Linked DNA regions of Capsicum annuum: region 2 is linked to region 1. A link is a contact called in public Hi-C data. All regions are on one chromosome and are shown on one strand. The core of a region is the stretch at or near the end of the contact, and the rest is flanking DNA. Distances in the headings are between cores, read along the strand shown.

Evidence for each region. Hi-C and Micro-C count contacts between places; a contact is called where the count stands out from the background.
Region 2: a Hi-C map of bud shows a contact between it and region 1, with 3 times the contacts expected there. The contact joins two enhancer-like sites. A contact is called at or near these places in 2 of 5 Hi-C or Micro-C datasets (bud and placenta).

The regions. Positions count from the first base shown.
Region 1 is chr9:92,701,007-92,705,858 of UCD10Xv1.1, forward strand. No RefSeq gene overlaps it. Among protein-coding and RNA genes, the nearest start is that of LOC107842668, 81 kb to the right of the region's middle. Within about 2 kb of position 1,400, at least 5 of the 5 cell types and tissues checked have an H3K27ac peak or open chromatin away from gene starts, as enhancers often do.
Region 2 is chr9:92,765,728-92,770,849 of UCD10Xv1.1, forward strand. No RefSeq gene overlaps it. Among protein-coding and RNA genes, the nearest start is that of LOC107842668, 16 kb to the right of the region's middle. Within about 2 kb of position 3,699, at least 1 of the 5 cell types and tissues checked has an H3K27ac peak or open chromatin away from gene starts, as enhancers often do.

The DNA.
Region 1 (4,852 bases), core at 150-2,649:
AGCTTTACTCTCCTCATATGATAACTTGCCTGAGTAAACTATTTAAAGAAAGGCATACTAAGAAAAAATAAAATTTTTAGGCATAGTGACCTACAGCCCCAAGGAAACTAATCTTGGCCTTAAGCTCCTTTTTACAGATTATGCAAATCACAACACCAATCATCCAAACTACTAATTTATCCCATAATACTAAACTCTACACATGCGTAAAACTACAACAATAATTCAAATACTAAACCAAACAATAACAATTGAAAACCGCTCAGCTACATGTTTCGGGAGGCCAAGAAGAAAACGGTCGAGACTTTTACACACAAGTTTCACAAAACATTCATGTATTGTATGTTCAACAAATCAAAATAATAGATTTTTTATAGGGGTTAGTTTCTACCTCAGAAATAAGAACAAAAAATAATGAAATTCTTTATGTATTCAAATCACACCGAAAGCAAAAAGAAAACACAATCAATGTCCGTGAAATCGAATTCAAATTTTCAACAGCAACGCCACACTAAATCAACCAAATAACTTCCAACATCAACGAATCAACAAGCCTCACGATTGTGGAACTCAAATTTTGTTATAACAAATAAACACAAATAAAGGATGCAAAAAGTGAAGCCTTCACCTGTTTCCACGCAGGAACCAAGACAAACGAACTTTAGGCAACGGAATTCAACCGAAATGTATGTTGTTTCGATCGAGTTTTAATTCCAATTTGCCGAGATTTCAACCTTTTGTCGGGATTGATTCTCGATGGAACTTCTTCTTGAATTCTTTTGTTATGAGGGATTAGGGGAACGCTCCTCCCGAATCCCCAAGTTTTCCCCAAAGAATCCCCTCTTCACCCCCTTCTTCTTAGCATATATTTTTAGGGGAAATTGGGGGGAAATAGCTAGGGTTTTGGATTTCAATTTTGAATTGAATAACTTGGAAAATTCAGGTCCACAGCAGGACGAAAAACCATGAATGGTCTTGTACTTCAACTGAATTTTTTACAATGAGAGTGGTACAGAAGAGATGTAGGGGGTACTTCTTTGCCCTAAATAGTGAGTCCAAACAAAAGAAAGATGAAAGTTTTTTGGTTTTTGGCCGTGGATGGATGTACTAAATGGATAAAATGGTAAAAATGGATGATTTAGGATTTTGCTGTTAAATTGATTTTACCGTTGAACATCGTTTAGGGGTTGAAACTGCTGGGATGGAGGTTGTACGCATGGGAATTATTTTTGTACGCAGTGGTTTGAACGTCGTTAGTTCTTGGTCAGTTGTCTGGGCGTGTATGTTGTTGTTACGTTGTTTGTGTATAAGGGAAAGAGAGAAGGGGTTGTAGGCTGGGTCAGGTCTTTGGGCTGAGGTGATGGGATATTGTTTGGTGGGCTGCTGATTTATGGATGTTGGGCCATTGGATGGAGAAAAGTTGGCTGTTGTTGTTATTGTACCATTAGCTAGGAGGGTGGTACACTGATAGGGAGACTGGGTCAGAGATTTTAGGCTGGAGTAGGATGTTGGGCCTGATTTGGGAAAAGGGCTGGCTGAAATTTGTTGGTCTGGTTGGGAATTGAGGATTTAGGGCCTTTATTAAATAGCAAAAAAAAGAGAATTTGGACAATAATATTTAAATTTTAGCCTTATAAAAATTCAATTGCATTATGGTCAATTTGATTTTCAATTAAGTTCTAATTTAATAAATTGACTAAATTGAAACAATATGTGAAATGAATTAACAACCAATTCAATCCTGAGCTTCTTGATTCAATAAAATCAAATTCATATTTTCCAAATAAATTATTTTTAAATCAAGATTTTATCCATTTGAATTCATATTCTAGATAACCCTTGACTAAAATTTATTTTTTTTATAAAATTTAATGATCTCGTAAACACAACTACAAAAACATATAATAGTTATTTTAAATGATTAAAATTACCTAGATAACTATTTGAAAGAATTTATTTGGATAAAATAAATGTTAAAATTTTATTTAAAATCAAATAAATGCGGGATTGAACTTAGTCGTGGAGGGCAAAAATTAGGTGTCAACAACTGCCCCCTCCCTTTGGGTAGGATGGATGCAAGTAACCCTAGGCAAAGGGAGTTTGACGTTCTTAATTTTGTTCGGCCACAAATTCAGTTATGACAGAGCTTAGTTTTTGTATGAGTTTCATGGCGTTATGGCCGATCCCCGGTATCGAGTTTCCTACATATCTCAGGTACATGAGAACTCAGGTCACCTGTAGTTCATTACGCTTGATTAAAGCATGATTTTCAAAAAATTCACAAGCTATGTCAGTTTTCGAGTGTTAATAAAACTAAAAGGTTGGGGAATAAGGAGATTTGGGGGGGATGGAATGCAGTCGAGTTTTCCATATAGATCTCAGCCTACATATTCCTGAGATCTAGGGAATCAGACTGCTTGTAGTTAGACTCGATCGGTAGAAATGATTGTCTTTTATTTTGGATGATCTTTGGCTCGGGATGAGTGACAAGCTGATTGAGCTACAGGAAAAACTTGTAAACTCTTAACCATTAATGTAGAGTTCTTCACATCCATAGGCAAGACTTTACTCAGATATAATCTCCAAACTCTAAGTGTGTTGTCACTCGAATTTGAAGAAAAGAGAAGGTTACCTCGGTGTGAGTTTACAAATACTCCAAAAGTGAAGCTGAAACAAAAATCCCAAAATTTCCACATGTCTTCTAATAGAGATATTATTTGATGGTGGTGGAAGTGGTCTTTAGCTCACGTCCAAAGAGTTTGATATTCCTCTTTAGACTATGTCCCAGTTCGCTGCTAAGAAAAAGTTCCACATTGTGCTACGTCCTTTTTGGAGTTGTCCGCACCTGTGATTTTAGTTTGAAATTTTCATCCTTTTCGAATGCTCTCGACAACATCTCAAACAAAACTATTAGTAATAAATATAACTTACTAAGGGGTTTATAGTCTTTTACTATATCTCCATATGAGTTGCTACCTGCAAAAGACGCTATCCTCTCATGTACCTGTTTGAAGGGCGATAATTCTCGCAATACCCGATACAAAAACCCTTTGTTATTGAATAAAATAGTTATTTTGATGATTGGAAATGCTCTTCAAAGTGGGGTGGCCCTCTTGGGCACCGATGAGACATATAGAGTGGTCCCTACAACCGCATAGCCATGTGTTAATGTGGCAACCCTTTTGGTCACCTATAATGCTTGTCGTATGTGGCTTCGGGGAGTCTTACGCATCTCTCATATAGATATGACATATATATTTCCCTTGAATTGTCAATCTTTGGATAATCTTGGGTATTATTTGATGTTAGATATGAGACGACTTACATATGTCCTTTAAGTTGTTAGCTTTTGAGTAATCCTGCACATTATCCGACATTGGATATGAGATGACTTATAGATATCCCTCCAATCGCTAGCTCTTAGATATTCCTGCACATTATCCTACCTTGGATATAATATGACTTATATATATCTCTCAAATTGATAGTCTTTGGGTAATCCTAAGCATAATCGATCTTGGATATGACGCGGTTTATAGAGAACTCTTGGACCTATCAGTTTGATAATCTTGTATATTTTCTAGTAAGAATTTAGTTGTGACTTATGGATAACCTTCAAACTGTCGATCTTTGGGTAACCTTGCACACTATCCGGTTAGGATGTTGTTGCGGCTTACGGATGACCCATGGGGAGTCAACTCATAGATAATCTTGCACACTATCCTATTTCAAATAATGTGACTTATAGACGACCCTTGGATTGTCAATTCTCAAAAAATCTAGTACATCGTATGTTTTTTTATAGCGACTTATAGACATTCTGTGGACCATATGTTTCTTGATATCCAATAGTGAATGTAGTTAAATCTTTAGTGATTGATGCACTTGAGGCTAATGAATATTTCTCAATGCCAGATTGCTTTGCCTTTGTGTGATTTGATAAGATATGAATGCTTCAAAATATCCTTCAATGCCTTACTCTTTTATTTTTGCATGATTATCGGATATATGAAAATGCTTCAGAATATCCTTCAATAGTAGACTCTTTCGCCTTTGTGTGATTAACGGATATAGAATACTTTGAATCAATCATGGGCATCAAATGGAATATTGAGATGTCCTTGGATTGTTGTATCTTCGAAACTAGTCGAAGAAGATAATATGATTTTCAGGACACGACCCTTACGACATGATCGTTTTGAATAACCCCTTTGGCATAGCTCTTTTGACATGGACCTCTCATCATGGCCCTATCGTCATGGCCCTCTCGGCATGATATAATACTATAGGAAGATAAAGAGGAATGCAAATAACCATACAGCAATCATAGAAAATATCACCTTGGGAATTCTACTAGCATATTGGACCTTCTGCATGTACCATCTCAAACGTCCATCCTTGATTTTCTGGGGATATAAGTAAGTCATCTTTTTTATTTTCACGTTTGATGATTCTTGCAACCACAAAAAACCTGTTAGTTTGAGGAACTCAGTTGTTTTCAGCTCCTGACCATCCTAGCTATTTCTTATTAGCCTTGGGATGTTTGGCTTTCTTGTATTCCTTTAAACCAAAGAAATATGGTGAATAATTGGCGCTTTCATTGATTTTCATTGGATTTAGGATAACCTATATCCACAGAAAAATTGTCAGTTTTTGGTAAAATTGATCTGTGTTGACTTCCTTAATCTTCAACTCCTATTATTACCATCATCGGGGTCTCATCTTCTTTACGTGTTTGTCACCTTTTGACTCATGCTTTGACTCCCCGGGTTGGTGGTTATAAGGCTAAATTAGATCATAAATTAATTTAAAGTAGGTAATTTTACAAATAATTGAATCTTCAAAGATCTTT
Region 2 (5,122 bases), core at 2,449-4,948, 67 kb after region 1:
CTTCGAACCACATATGTGATACTTTTTATGTTTATGAATGACGAATCTGTTAGAACTTATGTACTTCACCGCTCTCAACCACTATTTGCAGTTTGAATTAGCATATTTGTAGCAAAAGACACTACTCAAATTAATCACCTTCTTTATTCTGAGATCTTTTTTCAAGCAAGAAATAAACAAAGTTGAAGATAGTTCTTTCTTGTCCTTGAATGACATTCCATTGAAAAAGACGGACCCGTTGTCTTGAAGATTTCCAAACTGTGTCAATCTAAAAGAACTGCCCACCATATTGTCGCATCAACGACGTAGGTGTTTGATCATCATCTGGAATATCCATGTCTAGATCATCTAACCTATCATCAAAGATGTCTTGTTGTTGTTCTTCTCCGTCTTCTACATTTTGGTTCTCATTCTATCTTGTCTTTTCAACCACATACACCCTTAACACCAGCCTGGATAAATCATTAATATAAGCATTCAACTGATCCTAATCGGTTATCTTGAAAGGTAGTACCTTGTGATTTTCAAAGGAGCTGTGCATATAGCTGATGACGAGTTCTTTCGGTTGACAATTTAGTCCACAATAGCTGATGATTAAGTTCACAAAATCATCATACAAAACATCACTTTAGAATGTCATAGCTATTGTCTCTAGTATTTCAACCTCCTTCCAATGTCATACATATCGATTGCTCTTCTCGATTCATTGACCATGACAATCCACCTCTATTATTATTGATCCCTCCATTAGTGGTACCTAAATAAAGTCATTTGTTAAAAAAAATTAATAGTGATTCATAGTGTCATATATGAATCCCAACAAATATATAATCTGTTACAACAGGTGAAAAATAAGTTACAACAAGTAATTGATCAATCCCAATAGATTACTTACCTATTGGGATTCATGTTACGCTCCTGAAGTTGATTTCAATAAATGAGTCATATGTTGTGACAGGTGAATCATATGTTGCAACAGACTATGTATCTGTTGCAACAGATGAAGCGTCTGTTAGGATAAATATTACAGTACTATGGCACCTTTAAAACTGATTCCAACAGATGAGTGATATGTTGTAATAGATAATTAACCTATTGTGATAGATAACTTACCTGTTGCAACAGACGACGCGTCTGTTGGAATCGAATTCAGGTTCTATTACAACAGGTTATTAATCTGTTGCAACAAATATTTACCATATTACAACAGATGAAATATTTGTTAGAATCGAGTTCAGGTTCTGTTGCAACAGGTTACTAATCTGTTGCAACAGATATTTATCATGTTGCACCAGATAACAAATCTGTTACAATAGAGGGTTATATGTTGCAACAGATGACCTATTTGTTTGATTCATGTTATGACACTATAGAACCATAAACATGAATCTAACATATGTGTCTTCCGTTGAAACAGATGTCTCATCTGTCGCAATAGATGATTGATCTATTTAAACCGATGGCTCTTATATTGCATTCATAGTCGCGTTCTATCTATTGTTGAAAAAACAACACAATAGCAGTTACCCAAATGACAAATTCAACTAAAAATCATAATTTGACTTACCAAAGTCTCCTATGAAGTAATGCCGAAGTGGAAAGTGATGTACAAAATAAAATTTGAGCTAAGAAATGAGTCAAATAACAACAATAACGGTAACAACAACAACAACAATAGTCAACAAGGAGAAGATAGAGATGATAATGAAGTAGAAGATGATGATAATGAAGCAGAAGATGATGAATAAAACAGCAGCAACAATGAACAACAAAATCGCTAAGAGAGAAAATAACAATGCATGAGAAAAGAGAGAAACACCCCTTTTTCTGTTATATTGGGTAAATATTTGGATCAAAGTGTAAATTTAAAAATTTGTGGGTTATTCTCAAACTTACCCAACTTTCTTAATCCATAATAATGTAATTGTCATCCCCACTCAATTATTAAGACTTGAGTTACCTACACCTTATTTTCAAACTCTTTTGTCACTTTTAGCTTAAAGCCCTAGGTGATTTTATTTTTCATTGATATAATTGAATGTATTTACTTTTATCAAAAATCAAACGAACAATATCAAAATGACAAATTACTTAATTGAATTCGGGCTCGTATATAAGGAAAAAAATAGCCTATAATATGACTATCACTCATCTGCATATAAAAATGAAGATTTTAAATCAAAAATGTTTCGAAAAAAATGCATAATATGAAGAATGCAACAATAAATTCATGAATAAAGCTAATGATCAGTTTTTAAAAAATCATGAATAAAGCTAATGATCAGTTTTTTTTAAAAAAAAGATAAAAGCAAGTTTAGTGTTATATATCATTGCAGAAGTATATATAGAGGGGTTAGGGAGTTAGAACTCCACTCCAGCTCAAATTTCATTTGAATTTGATATTCAAATAACATATCAAAGTAGGTACTTCTATTTAAAAGATATTATTATCCTACACGTACTACTGCTTCTACCACTACTATTGATTATATATATAAGATATATAAGAGAGATTATGAAAATAGAACTTCATTCCAATTTAAATTTCATTTAAATTCAAATTCAAATATAATATTCATTTGTTAAAAGAAGATCAATTTATTGTTCTTTCTATCCATATTTCAAATACAATACATACTTATCTTATAATGTATATATTTGAATTAAGAGAAATACTTGAAATCAATAATCCACATATTTTTTTTAAAAAATAATTCCTACGTTGTTTTTCCTTTTCCTTCTAGCACTAAAACTATATACTATCCATTACTATAATTTATTTTATTTTTTATTTTTAGTAATAGTAGTACTACTACTGCTACTATATGTACCTGCGCAATGCGTGAATAATATTAAAATATTATTTCTAATCATTTTAAAGAGACTCTTTTTGGAAAATCCTCGACGCATAACTAATTCAGATTAATCTACAATATATTATTTAACGTCATAACTAGTTATATAAAAAGATCTTTCTCTAATATACCTTTTCTAAATTTTAGCACGTCAGATTGGATATATAAACTAAATCATATGAAATTCAGATATATTCAACTCAAATTTAATTTGGACTGGTCTATTTACTTTAGTCTTTCAAATATATGCCATCGTTATTTCATCAAAATCGAAAAACAACATACTTATAAGAAATAGTTTTTTTTTTTATCTTTTACGAATATTTATTTTTCATATCAAAGAATATCTTTCAATTCGAAACTGTATCTATTAATTAGTAAACGATATGCTCATTTGTATGTGCGTTACAGCTTTTTAACAATATGCTGAAACAACATTCTAGCTACTTCCTCAAGATCAATCTAATCTTTCATTCAAATATTTCAGCTTTTTAATTCACTTCATACTGAAACCATCTTCTAATCATTTCATCCCGAAATAATTTGTCAAGCAAACCATATAATTGTTATAGCATTATCAAGTTGAAACTAAGTGAATTATAAACATAAAATCTCAAAACGTTGGAATAAAAGAGACAATTATCGTAGATAGAGAAAATTAAAGCAATAAATAATTTGAAATAGAAAAAATTACAAAATATACGTCAATTACAATTGCGGAATACTTCATTAGTAACAAATTGCGAAGACAACCAATTACATGAATGACCTGTAGTGTACAAAGCGTGTTTAGTTCTACTTTCTAATAAGAGAAAAATATAGGAGATGTTGGTGAATCTCCTTTTGACTTCTTCATGCATTTAGTTTCTTGTATTTTGAACAATCTTGGTGGAACGTCTAGCTTGACACTAGATATATCACAATCATATATAACTTATTCTCAACTTTACCTTAATTAGAATGACGCTTGGACTAAATGAGATTTTTGTGTCTACTTTCTGAATTTGTCTTTTCTTTGTTCCAATGGTTCTTATCTCCTTTGATCTTCTTGCATTTGCTTTTCACTTCATCTGTTTAAAATTATAAAAGCTAGTAGAGATATTTAAGTTATTATATCTTTGCAGACATTGGGAGACATATGAAAGTTAAAAAATCTCGCGTGTGGAAAATAGAAAGATCTCTTATGCACAATCTTACTCGTCCTTCGTCTTACCAATTCACTCTTACACCTTTGATACTCCTTTTGCAAGTACTCACCTCTCAGCCGAAGAGCATATTATTTGTTGATAAGTAATTGCAGAAATATATTTAGTTAATGCAAGAATTCAGGATATGAAAGAAAAATCGCAAACAAATATACATGTTAGTAAGCAATTGCAGAAATATAAAAAATATCAAAAATATAAACTGACATTTACTAAAATTTGCAAAAAGTAGTGAAGACTGATAACTATATTTTCTTTACCTCCATTAAAATCATAATTGTTATTTTATGTGATCTTCATATATAAAAGGGTATCAAATAATAAATCTATAAATAGACAAATCAAAACACACACGATAACCAATCCTCTGGGAAACAAAGCACAATGCTAGATGTCAAGTCAAAGAAGTTAATAGCAACAGCGAATCATGAATAATTGGCCAGCATGCTAATCAGAAAAGAATAAATAATTATAAGATTAAGCTAATCATCACATTAATTTTTTTTAAAAAAGTATTTACATATGCAAACAACATAATGAAAATAGAAGTGATTCGTATTTCTCCAGACATGACTAAAGTTAATCATCGAAAAAGAAGAGAAGAAACAAATCTTAAAAAAGCCTAGCGGAGAAGTAACTCAGAAAAAATATAACGTAAATAATTTGATATAAAAAAGAAGTCAAAACATGCATAACTGTAAAAGACGGTTTTCATTATTTTCAAATTTCTGAAAACCAAATTTCCTATAAAAAAAAAAAAGGAACCAAAAGGTGTTTAGCTGTAAAGGGACAATTGTAATTTTCTTTTAATTAAAAAACTTAATTGGTAAGATAAATGAATTTTCAAAAATAACATAAAAAGGAGATAATTTTTCTTCTTTTTAGTTGCTACAAAGGAGTAACACAAAAAGACGTGTTTTTTATTATTGCTATATATTTTTAGAAACAATTTTTTTTTTTAGAAAGGCAAAACGTGTTTCAATGGTTATAAGGAATGGAGGAAGAGGAGTAGTTGGTGATTTCAAATTAAAAAGTAATTTAAATTCAAGATTTTTATCCATA